2 separate regions of the Bactrocera dorsalis genome follow, and region 1 is linked to region 2. A link is a contact called in public Hi-C data. All regions are on one chromosome and are shown on one strand. Each heading gives the region's core, a stretch centred on a gene start, on an enhancer-like site or on the middle of the called end of the contact. The rest is flanking DNA. Distances are from core to core; before and after follow the strand shown. Region 1 overlaps LOC105228744 (ets DNA-binding protein pokkuri). Region 2 overlaps LOC105228744 (ets DNA-binding protein pokkuri).

What was found. A called contact is a pair of places that touch in the nucleus more often than the background predicts.
Region 1: a Hi-C map of whole body shows a contact between it and region 2, with 4 times the contacts expected there. The contact joins two enhancer-like sites. A contact is called at or near these places in 2 of 2 Hi-C or Micro-C datasets (both in whole body).

The regions. Positions count from the first base shown.
Region 1 is chr1:97,557,877-97,564,499 of ASM2337382v1, forward strand. The region is part of intron 1 of LOC105228744 (ets DNA-binding protein pokkuri); the gene reads right to left. Among protein-coding and RNA genes, the nearest start is that of LOC105228744, 10 kb to the right of the region's middle. Within about 2 kb of position 3,440, the one cell type or tissue checked has open chromatin away from gene starts, as enhancers often do.
Region 2 is chr1:97,495,921-97,502,297 of ASM2337382v1, forward strand. LOC105228744 (ets DNA-binding protein pokkuri) reads right to left here. Exons shown (of 4, transcript XM_011208688.4): 2 at 55-1,399. The coding sequence starts at 1,192. Among protein-coding and RNA genes, the nearest start is that of LOC105228745, 16 kb to the left of the region's middle. Within about 2 kb of position 4,266, the one cell type or tissue checked has open chromatin away from gene starts, as enhancers often do.

The sequences.
Region 1 (6,623 bases), core at 2,190-4,689, 61 kb after region 2:
TGGGTGTCTCTATATGCACCTAAGCATGTGTTTGGGTAAGTAAGAGTATAAGGAAGCGCAGCTTAAAGTTTATTTATGTGCACATAGTTGTATGTATGTATGTAAATAAGTATGTATGCCGTTATAGACAGATGCATGTTTATGTAAATATTGATATGCGCAGGTGAAACTGGTTGTGTTGGCGTGCGCATAATGAAAAGAAATTACTTCTTAGAAAACTTTGGCACACACAGAAATATTTGAATTAGATTTCGTTGTTGTTGTTGCTGTCGTTTTTGTACATTATACTTTTTGTGTGTATTTAGTCACGAAATATTTGCAGTTATGTAATTTCTCAGCTAGACATTTTAGCTTTATATTTTTTGAGGAAATCTTCTGAGCGGTTTACATAACCACAAACTGTGTTTCCAATTCGAGCCGCTAAAATGGTTACTGTTCAATAAAATTGGAATGTGAGTTTGAAATTGTCAAAAATCATACCAAAATTCGGCATAAAGTTGATTTTGCTTTTACAAGAAAATTTCCGAATATTAAACATAAACTTAAATTGTGTGCTCTCCAACCAAACCACACGAACGGGTTTAATTTAAGAAAATTCAAAGTGTTGTTTTATTTTATCAACAAAAGATACCGTATTTCGGTACAATTAATCAACAAAACTACCGAATTTCGGTGCAATTAATCAACAAAACTACCGAATTTCGCTACAATTAATCAACAAAATATCGAATTTCGCTACAATTAATCAACAAAAGATACCGTATTTCGGTACAATTAATCAACAAAACTACCGAATTTCGGTGCAATTAATCAACAAAACATCGAATTTCGCTACAATTAATCAACAAAACTACCGAATTTCGGTACAATCAATTAACAAAATATTGAATTTCGGTACAATTAATCAACAATAATACCGAAATTCGGTACAAATAATCAGCAAATATACCGAATTTCGGTACAATTAATCAAATATAGTATCGAATTTCATTAAAATTAATCAACAAAAATACCGAGTTTCGGTACAATTATTCAACAAAAATACCGAATTTCGGTACAATTAATCAGCAAAAATACCGAATTTCAGTACAATTAATCAACAAAAATACCGAATTTCAGTACAATTAATCAACAATAATATCGAATTTTGATACAATTAAGGCTTGACAAATTCAAGGAAATCTTTCCAACAATTTACATAACCTCAAATCGTAGTGTTTTGTATCAAACGACGACAATAGATCTTTCAAGACAAGTAAAAGTGTTGATAAAAGTTTTTATAAATATAAAGTTTATAGTTTTAAGATCCTTGAAAACGTCGATACTCCATTTGAACATATTCAGTTAAAGAAGACTAAAACTAATAACTATTAAGTATAGAGAATTGCGATGCGATAAAGGTTTAACGGAAGAATAAGCCAGTAGTATTATGTTCTCCCAACTGTAGTTTCTATGCTCTTTAGCACTTATTATCTACATTATGTGGTGGACCAAGCAACCAAGTTCAAAATAGATAACCGATTTACTAGAAGAATACATCAGAATACGAAATCGTTGCAAATGTTGGGCAAGGCTTACGGTATATACAAAAACACAAGTCTACGATTAGTACAAAGCCTTCAAAGATGGTCGAGAGATCGTTGAAAACATGCTTTGCTCTGGACGACCTTCGACATCTTCAAAGATGAAAATATTAGAAAAAGTGAAGAGCAAAAATAAACACATTCCCAAACAAATAAAGGTCAAAATCAACAAAATTGCACAGTTCGGGTGAACCACCGCTAGAAATCTTCCACCGAAAAAACATATGTATTTCCCAATCTTAAAATGGGGTCTAAGAAATTCAGTGAATGATTACAATAATTACCGATAATCCGCCAACTTCAGTCGTTCATTATTGCATATTGCCCAAAATAAAATATTAATAATATTTTTTTATAATTATACAAGTATAACCAAGAAACAGATAAGCTGCTTCTTGTTAAACCTTAAAGAACTTGAAGAATAAATAAGGCACCTTCCAATGAAATGATCACACTTTTATGCCTAAAAAAGCAATTTAGTCATCGAACTGCTGATAAATTATAAATATGTATATTCGTTCAAATGAATATATATTTAACTGCTGATATAACTGTGTATGTACATATGTATGTATGTAGCAAACCCGCATTTTTCTTATTTATTCCAGACTATTTGCAAACAGTTCATTTCCATTTTTGGCGATCACATAAGCTGAAATAATCGGTACTTTTTCTTTCAAGTTAACGAACTTTCAAAGAAACAGAAGGCCGCAATGTTATGCTATGCTACGATATATTATGTTTGCCTATGCTAAGTTATGTTTTGCTATGTTATGTTAAGTAATGTTATGTTATGCCAGGCTAAGTTATATTATGTTCTGCCATGTTACGTTAAATAATGTTATGTTATGTTAAGTTAGGTTAAGTTATGTTCTGCTATGTTATGTTATGCTCTGCTAAGTTATGTTCTGCTATGTTACGTTAAATAATGTTTTGTTATGCCAAGCTAAGTTATGTTATGTTCTGTTATTGTTGAGTTAGGTTATGTTATGCTATACTAAGTTATGTTCTGCCATGTTACGTTAAATAATGTTATGTTATACTATGTTAAGTTAGGCTAAATTATGTTCTGCTATGTTATGTTAAATAATGTTATGTTATGCTATGCTAAGTTATGTTGTGTTCTGCTATCTTAAGTTAAGCTATGTTATGTTTTTACGTAAATTTATATTAAGCTACGATCGATTTGTTATGTCATGCTTTGCAATGTTACGTTATGTTCTGTTATGTCAAGTGTGCTATGTAAAGTTATTTTCTGTTATGTTATGTTACGTTACATCATGCTATATTAAACTGTTATTATGGTATGTTAAAGTATTTATGTTATGTCTGCTATGCTAAATTATGTTATGTCATATCTGCTACGTTACTATATGCTCTGTTATGCTATGTAAATTTATGTCATGCTATGTTTTACTGTACTAAACTATGCTAATATAGTATGTTGTGTTATGCTATTTCGCATTATGCTTTAATACCCTAGTGAACAATTGATAAGTCCCCCATTTACAAGTCAGCATATTATATTTCTACCTATGGGTTACCCGCAAAGTCAGTAAGTAAGTAGATATGTAAGTAAAACTGCAACTCCTTCTTATGCAGTCATGTTACGAGAGTCTTTTACGTTGTTGTTGTTATAGTCGGTACGTTTGCTGTAAGTGGAGCACATCCATACCAAGTCAAGTGAAACATCACTAAACTAGTTTCATTTCCGTATATGGCGACGGGCTATGACTTGCTTACTTGCCCCAAACGCCTTAAAGTTGTTTCCAACGTGGTGATCAACAACACCGCGCGCACACCTGTGTTCCCGCTTACGAAGCAGAGAGCGTGAGCACAACATTCAACACAGCTGTGGCGATTACAGAGCAGTTGCTTGTTGTTTTAGTGAGTAGAAGCCGTAGCTTACTTTGAGATAAAGCTACCGCATAAGTCAGCTATCAAGCTTCCACACAGAAAATAGTAAATATAATTGATTTCTTTATGCGTCAGCGGCAAGTGATCGCGCCTTCGCTCGCTCACTCGTGCTCTCACAATCATTAGTGCGCTCTCCGAAGAGCGTGCATTTTTTTCTGCGCTAGTCATTTCAGTTTGCAAAAATGCAAATAATTATTTATTTCTCCACACACACAAATAAAAAATTCCGCGCATTCTTCGAAACGAACAGACGCGCTCTCTTAATGCGGCTTCTTTAGCGCTTACGATTAAGTTATGTATTTTTCTCAGCCTACACAGAGGCGCTCTCTAACATCTCGGAGTTTTACTCAGTCCTACAAATCTGCTCACTAATTTTACAACAATTTATAATCTTACAAGTGTAATGAGCGTTGGCACACGAGATAGAGAGAACATGTAAGAGAGCGTGTGCTGCATTTTATTTATTATTGTTGACTCCGTTCCCTGCGCAGACTGCAATACTTGTATTTTCTTCGTAGTCATTGTCTTTTTGACCGCTGTTTCGCCTTTCTTTTTCTCATTGCTTGCCGTCCTCTCCACCGCGTTCACGCTCACCGGTGACTTCGACTGCAACGCGCTCAGCGCTTCACTTCCTACTTTATTCATTTTCCACTTATTTCAGCACATGCGTACATACATATATACTTCGCTGAGATTGAGATTTGGTTGCGGTCGTTGGGTTGGCGTTACGCTGCGTTCGCATGGATGCATGTCAGGCATACAGTGGGTATGTGCGGATCGGTATGGACTTTCGTGAGAAATTATAAAGTGGGTTAAGACATATGTAAATTAGGAGTAGAAATAAGATTTCTTCACGTTTGCAGATAAGATATTCAGTAAAGTATTTTAAAGCCTAAACCAAACTTTTTGGCTGGAGAAAATTACGAATTGAAAGGTTAAGTCCTCACTTTGCTTCAACGCTTAAGCAAAATTACTTAATACCGATGATATTTGTGATCGGCAATAATATTTTCAAGAAGGATTTATATTTAAACAAGTATTATTAGTCTGAAAGTTCGTTACTTCCAAGGAATTTCACTTATTTTCATTCCTTCACTAAAAAGTTCTTTCATATACCGGCCCCGTTTGGTTTAGAAATCATTGGAAGATTATTCCAACCGCAAACTCTTTTAGTAGGCACTGACTAAGAACATTTTCAACGATTTTGGCAGATTCCGTGGTTTTTCTTATGAATTTCCAAATAATATAATTTTCGAGTGAAATGTGGAAAGAACTTTTGGTTTGGCGACTTGGTTTTTATTTATCCAAATATAGTCGATGATTTGAATATTTCGTATTTAAGGGGTTTTTAAGGCAAATCAAAGCTAGTGACATAAAGAAATACTTTTTTACGTATATATTATATACATACATATATGAATATATATTTTATCAAACTCTGATGTTATACCATACTAAGACATTTTTATTTCGATTTTTCTAACCCAAATCTGGTTTTGAAACCATCTTACAAACTTCTAAGATCACATCTGTCTCTTCGGGTTGAAAATTCGAATCTAAAAACTTTTACTAGGAACTCTTTCCACCCTACCTTCCCCTCAAAGCAAAAATCTGTAATTCTATTTCATATTTCCGTGAATTCGCACACTGTCTCAGCGTTCAAGACGATCGAGGTGTAGCATCTGTGGCCGAGATACATGTACTTACACATCACATTTTATGTAAATATATTCTAGTTCCTATGAAACGTCGGTACGTTTTACGCGCCAGCAGAAACTGGTCATGCACGACTGGGCCGACTGAGTTCCCTATCAACTGATCACTTGGTTAACTGACCGAGCGACCGATCGACCAACCAATCAAACCACCGACCGCGCGTCTAACCAAGGCACTGAATGGGGGGAGACAGAACGCCGTGCGCATGCGGCAAACCCACATTGTACTCGTAATTTATGTTCGCAGTTAAGTTTTTTGCTGAAAGTGTGCAAGTGACTTACGCGGGTCAGCTTTCCCACTTAGTTTGCTGCTTCTAGCTTTGGTTGAGGCGCACACCAAAACGACGCGCGCGACGATGACAGCGGTGGCGGCGACCAGCACTTTTCGCGCATAGTTTTTGGTTGTTTTCATCAACGCTGTTGTCGTCGTCGTCATCGTCATCGTCGTCTTCCTCACCGACGTTGCGCTCGTTCGTTTTGTACGTCGTATTGTATTGCGCTCTTACGTTGTCGTTGCCACTGCTGCTGCTGCTGTCGTGTTGTGTCGCTGTTGCTGTGTATTTGTGGAGCAATGCGGAAGTGAATTTAATTTATTGTATTTGCTTTGCCTTGCTTCTGTGTCTGTTGCTACATACATACATACATACATATACCCGACAGTATTTACGTATGCATATATGTTTGCGGGTTTTCGGTTTCTTCTGTGCGCCGCACTTTTCTTTGCAAATTGTGGAGGGGAGGAAGACCGCGCGCAAATCAGCCAGCCAGAATCAAAACCAGGAAAGAGAAATAGTTAACGACAGCAAATCTAGCTGACGCCTGCTATTACATGCAATATATTCGTGCGCGCACATACACACCCACCCACATGCATACACAATTGTAATTTAAGCGGTTTGCCGCGCGTCTTGCGCCTTGCACACTTTAATCGTACGCTAATTGCGACGACGACGACGACGACGCTGGCGTTGGTGTTTTGACGTCCTGTGAGTAGGCGGAAGGGTTGGTAGCAGGCGACGCGCCACGATTTCTGGCTTCTATAGCGGCGCGCATAGCTACACACATGCAATTACTAGGCAAGCGCTAGTAGCGCGCTATAAGTAAGTAAGTACTTACCAGCGCGCGGTGTTGGCAGTGGGCGACGCGCGATCAGGTGCAGGCTAGCGCGCACATACATAAGTAGCATATACATATGTATTTGCATACCTCATATATATACATATATATATATGTATATACATATGTACATGCAATCAATAGCTTTTGCACTTGCGATAATACAATATTCAATCAAATGCGGAATTCGCGGAAGAAGCAGGAACTGCCGCAAAGTATACGTTATTTTTTCCATATATGTACATATATATATTTTTTATATTTTTTTGAGGGTTTCAACATTTTTGCAGGC
Region 2 (6,377 bases), core at 3,016-5,515:
TTATAAAAAATCTTATATCTATTAAAGCTCGCGCTCAAACTATTTTCAACTCACTTGTATTGGGTTCTGTGGTTTCCGGAAAGAATTCGCGTTTCACGGGCTGCATATAGCTGGGCGTCGTCGGCGCCGAAACTGAGCCGCCGCTACTGCCATTCGGCTGATACTTCTGGCTCATGGCCTGTGCGGCCTGATTCTGTGACCACGAATTGACAAAGCTGTTTGTAATCTGTTGTGATAAGCTCTGTGGCATATCCTTTAATATGGGCGTTGTTGGCGGACTGGCGCTGTAATGTGCTGCCACAACTGCTGCCGCTGCGCTACTCTTGGACAAACTATTGGCCGCTGCCAGCTCTGAGTAGCTGCCTTCCTCATCCGAATCGGATTGATTGCTGCTGGCGCCTGTGCTGGCGGTTGCATGATGTGCTGGGTAACCGTTACCGCTGCTCATTGTTACCGAGATGGCTGGTGGCAACAGATTACCGTTGGCGCTGCTGCTGGTCACACCCAAACCGCTGTTACTACTACCGCTACTGGTGCTACTACTACTGCTGCTGCTCGTGCTGGCACCGCTCACTGAAGCGGCTGCGGCAGCTGCTGCTGCGGCGGCGGCAACTGCCAAATTTTGTTCCTGGCTTTGTGGCGGGCTGCTGGCTTGTGAGTCCACCGATGGCGGCGGGCTGAGCGTTACCGAATTGGGCGCCATAAAATGATGCATATGCGCATTGTGAAATGGACTGTCCGGTGGTGCGCCAATTGGTGGCCATGTAGGCGTCTGTGGATGGCTATGCGGCGACAATGGATAACGACTGGTCGGTGTGACCGGACTGTTGGGTAAATGCCATTGCATCATGTGTGATTCGATGATGAGCATTTGCAGCACATTGTGTAATACATCACCAGCGCCCGGACAACGGTGACCGAAATCGGCGCGTGTTAGCAGGCAAAGCGCTTTGCCGTTCATTTGGAAGAGATCATGATCCACTTTGGGCAGATCGAATTCGCGTTCGCAGAAGCGTAAAAAGACGGTGACATCTTCGCGACCCCACAAACGCGGATCGGATGGCAACGATGGCGGCAATTGTGTCTTCAATTCAGCCAATTGGCTGGAGGGCGCCGGCGGGCAACGCCACAACATATCACCCCACAGACCGAGCTGCGGATTCAACGACAGCTGTACGGGAAGCATTTTCATTTTGAACCAGAGACGCGTGCACGATTTTAATTGTTTGTGTTGACCAACGCCACACGGAAATACGACTGCTGCGACACTGGGTCGCTGGGTCGCCCAATAAGCTGCTCACTGCTCGCTGCTGCTAATCAAGTTGCGCTAGCTGCTAGCTGGCTAGCTGTAGTGTAAACCACAACGAACGAACGACCGTACGAATGTACACGAACTGATCTGGAAAGAGGAGAGCAAAGAAGAAAAAAACACATAAGATAAAGTTTACGAAATCGATATACGAGATTACTAACTAACAGCGACGCGTTGGCGCAGGGTGAAAGGGGTGTACTAAAGCGGTACAATGGGCATGTGGGTGTATTTGAACACACACTTCCGCTTGGGAATAGCTATATTTACACGTATGTATGTATGTGTGCATTGTTATTAGACGGCGGCGTATTGAAGCCGAAAATCGAAACCGAAATAAATGCAAATCGTTTTGCGGCGATTTCCACATGCATACATATCTACCAACAACAACAAAAGCAGACAAATAAACAAATACATCCGCTGGCAATGCGGACGTGAACCCACCGCACTGTATCCGCAAAAACGGGTTGCCGAAACAGCGCGCAACGCGCCCAACCCACACAGACAGCATCTTCAGCGCGGCGATCACAGCTGTGCGCTGTCTGTATGTTCGCTTACGCGTTCGATGCGTCGCTCGGTTGGGTGCGGCGTGCGATCTCCGATTTGCGCGTCGCAAACAGCAGCACGCAAACGTAATATGCGCTGAAGTACAGCACAGAAAAAAAAAATCGAATCGACGCAGCGCAAACACCTTTTACAGCGTGCGCGCCTCCAAATGTAGCAATTTCTTGTTTATGAAAAATATTTCGATATTTCGTGTTTTAATCGCGTAATATGTTAATTTCCTTCCAAAAAACCGTTTTCTTGCCGTTTTTGGTGAAGTGAGAAGACGCGCGCGCGGACAGAGTTGTAATGTGCCGGATGCGCGCGTATTGGGAACAGCCGCACATCACAGTGGTGCAGTGTGGTCGAATTTCGATGTTAAATCAGAAAAATATATGTGAAAAGTGATAAGCTTCCAAATATATTGACGTATTTTTTGTTGTAATAGCTGATTTAAAGCAGTTTTTTTATGGAAATGAAGCAAGGCATGGAAAATTTAAACCTTAAAGCTCACATGTAGAACTAAATGAATTTTCAAAAGTTGTTTTTAGGTTAGGTCAGTCGGGAAGTTTCAAAAATCGACTGGAAATACTTTTTCCGAAAGTATATTTATCAAATACGAGGAACTCTGGTACTTGGAGACTATTGCTTGATTCTAGATAATATTATCCAGTATTCGATCGAGATGATTTTTGGATCTCTGGATTAACTGGATTTTGGATAACTAATTAACTTCAAACTTTTTTGGTCAAAAACTTGAACCATCTCTTTTCAAGTCTACCGGTTTTCAAAAAGTGAATATATCTGAAAAGCTATATACTTATACCTTACTAGTATGTTTTTCCTGGTAGATGCTCCCTTGAAAAAGGTGCTTACGATGGTCCAGTGGCCACCCAATTCTATCAATGTGTCAATATAAACTCTGTTATACTAACAAATAGCTGTCTAAAAAGCATAAACGATAGACGTTTGATTTCCAGGATGCATAATTCTAAGAATAAAGTGCCAATGTCAAGTATTTTTAGAGTGCTCTTGAATCCTTAAATTAGGAAAATTAGTTACAACAGCAGTGTTTGCCCTCCAGTCCAAACAGTTAGCGCTTGAGAGTTATTATTTTCAAAAAAAAAGTCTGCTTCCCAACATTGAATTAGAAGTTAGGTTAGCTTATACTGGTTGGTTGCCACGCCATACACGGGTTCTTAGTAATTCCAGAGCTGAAGTGTTAGTGCTACAGGATGCTAATACCTTTTGCGAACTTGATATCTAATTTTGTAACTTCAACCAGTCCCTTGAACTCCGAAGCTCCTAGATATCTAAGACGAGTTCTAGATATTACTGTATAGAAGCATAGGAGATGTTCCAGTGTCGCTCTCATGCCTACTTTTCTATACTTTCTGCATGTATCGTCGTTATTTATGCCCAACCGGCTTGCATGTGATGTAAGTAGTTTGCGACCTGGGCAACAATCATTCTGCAGTCCTCTCGAGCTGAATCCCAAGTACTTCACAATTACATTTGGTGCTCTAAATCGAACAGTGAACGCAGAAAATACTCAGAGAGACAGAAAAAAAGAGATTGCGTCATTTTGACGTAATCGAGAAACTTTTTTTTAACTTCTGGATTTCGGGTTTTGACCATTGTTGCTTAGATATCTATGTATTCAACTCAGTTCGAATATTTTCGGACAATAAGTTTGAGGGCACAATAGACCTAAAGTCGCGGTACATTCCTCGTTTATCAAGGTTGCTAGCAGTGCTAGCAGTTTTGCGAAAGATCGGCTACATTTTTGGGTGTATCTATGTGCGAAAGTCTAAAATTTTTTTAACTTAAAATGAGCATCGCCATTTAAAAACTTGCTCGAGTTATCAGCGAACTAACTTTCGTTCCGTGGACCACCCACCGCCAAAAATCAAACCACCGAGTACCTAGACTCTTCATGTCCAAACTTCCAGCCTTCGACCTTGAGCAGATAACAAAAGTTTCAAAGCCTATTAACAACCCTAATCTAACTTGCCCACTGTATGTCAATGCTTGTCGTTTAACTTTGCAGCACATATGGAAGTTTCAACATGAAAAAAGCAGCAACAACAACAACAACGAATTGCTAACTCATACAAAACGACGATGTTGACGATGACGACAATAACTTTGATGTTGCTGTTGTTGCTGCTGTCGATACTAACGAGTGCTGCGACTGATGCTGCTGCACAAGCAAGAAGCAGAATCAACAACAACAAAAAAAAACGATTGATGACGGCTATTAAGATCAGGCTACCTTGCGAAACTCGACTCGACATCTAAAACGTCGCAACGTGCCAACAACACAGCAACGTCCGTTGTTGCTGTTGCCGTTAAGATGCAGTCGCTGTGGCAGTGGCAGTGGCTGTAGTTGGCGGCAACAGTGCATGTTTGTATGTATGTGCATATGTATGTGATGTCGATGTATGTTCGCCCAGACGCCGCAAACGGAAGTGTGCATACCAAGCAAAATGACAAGCAACAACAACAACAATGATGGCAACAAAAATCAAATAAACTTGTTTCACACAATGCAACCGCAAGCGGCCAGCAAAAACGACTACATGTACATATATAATTTATGGTCTTAAATATGTGCAGATGTATGTTTGTATGTATATATTGTTTGTAAGTTTGTATGTTTGAAATGGTAGCAATCAAACAGTGCACAAGTTGGAGGAAGCGCTCGCGCAACGTGCAACAAGTTAAAGGAAGACCGATCGTATCCGCTAGTGGGTAAACAGAGCACGAATAAGATACATACATACATACATATGTACATTCATACGTAAATATGTACATAGCTACATATTTATGTTATGTGTAGATAGATGTGAGAAAACCAGCAAGCGGAGACGACAAGCAGCTGTGGCAGTGGGCAACTGGGTGAGCGAGCATATGAGCAGCGGATGGAGCGGAAAAGGCTACATAAACATAAGTATGTTTGTATATGTATATAATTATATCCGGAACAGGGTATATAAAGCTTGCCATGAGGTTTGTAAAATCTAGAAGAGAACGTCGGAGACCCTACAAAGCACCTATTTATATAAAAGGTCAGGTTGAGGAGTTGGGCCGATTTAGTCTTTATATGGAAATCATCTTTATTTGATAAGATATCGTCACGAAATTTGGCTTAGATTATCGCCCAAGAAATGCCTATAATCTCAGGAAATTTTATTCAGATCGGATTTTTATATTATATAGTTGTCACACAAACTGATCGATCAAAATCAATATAACGATCTTTTAGGCCCTTTTATGCTAGTATAAAAGCACCTGTAAAGGGTATTAAAGCTTCAGTACAATCAAAGAAAAGCTTTTTTCTTAATATGCTTAAAGGTGTGCTTGTGGCCACAACGAAATGACCAAGTAAAACAGTCAGAATTGCTGATGCAACACCCTGTTTTCCCAACACTTTGCTTTCTTCAGGCAAATACACTTCAGGCACACACATACATACGTACATATGCACACACAAATCCACTTATAATTCTCGGCCGCTCTTATGACAGATTGTTTATATTTTTTCTTGCTTATTTATCGAAACTTTTTCGCTTCCTCGTTCCTCGAGCGAATACACAATATATTTACGTCTTCTGTATGTATGTGTATGTGTGTATATGGTTGAGCGCAGATAGGGAAAAGATATTTTTACTTTGAGGGGGTCTGTACATACATACACACATATATATGAACTGCTTGCGTGTGCGTGTGTGTAAACTACAGACGATCATTTGCCGCTGCCCGCTCAGCCATTACGTCCTACGCCGCTATGGGTCTGTCCGCCTGTCTTTACATATGTACGTGCGGGCATAGCTCACCCGCTAACTTTGTGAAGTATTCCTGTTGTGGCTATTATTATTGTTGTTGTTGTTGTTGTTCTTTACGAGTGTATGCTCGTTTGTAGCCGCTGTAGAAAATGTGTGGATGGTTGGAATGTGGTTGCTGTTGCTGCAGCCGCTAATGTTACTTTTATTGTTGTTCTTGTTGTTGTTGCGGCTTTGATTGCTGCGAGAAATGCACTGTCTTCAATTTCCAAGGAAACGTTGTACATATGTACACTAGTGCGTATTTGTGTATGCATAAAACGAAAAAGACGTAAAGCCGGATGCGACCAGAGAACAAATGAGGGCAGCTTGCTGGCATAGAGACGCATAAAGTGGGAAGAGGGACGGACGGTGAGACCCAGCGAGCAATCGGATGAAGAACTTATCGTGAGCGATCCAAAGAGGCCAAGTTAGATTAACGAATGAGGGTAAAGCTTGGAGTAAAAGCTAAGAATATATGAAGACACAGAAATAAAATGGCGGTCATTTGATTGGAAATTTTTAACCTAATCGATTTTGAACTATACTATACATTTTCCAGAGTAAAGCTTTCACCGGCAAGAGTTCAAATATGTATGAGTAAGAAGTATACAAGCAGTTACTATAGGATCATAAGTAATCCAAATACCCACATATCTAATTTGAAGACCCACCCATTTTGTTGATAAATAACC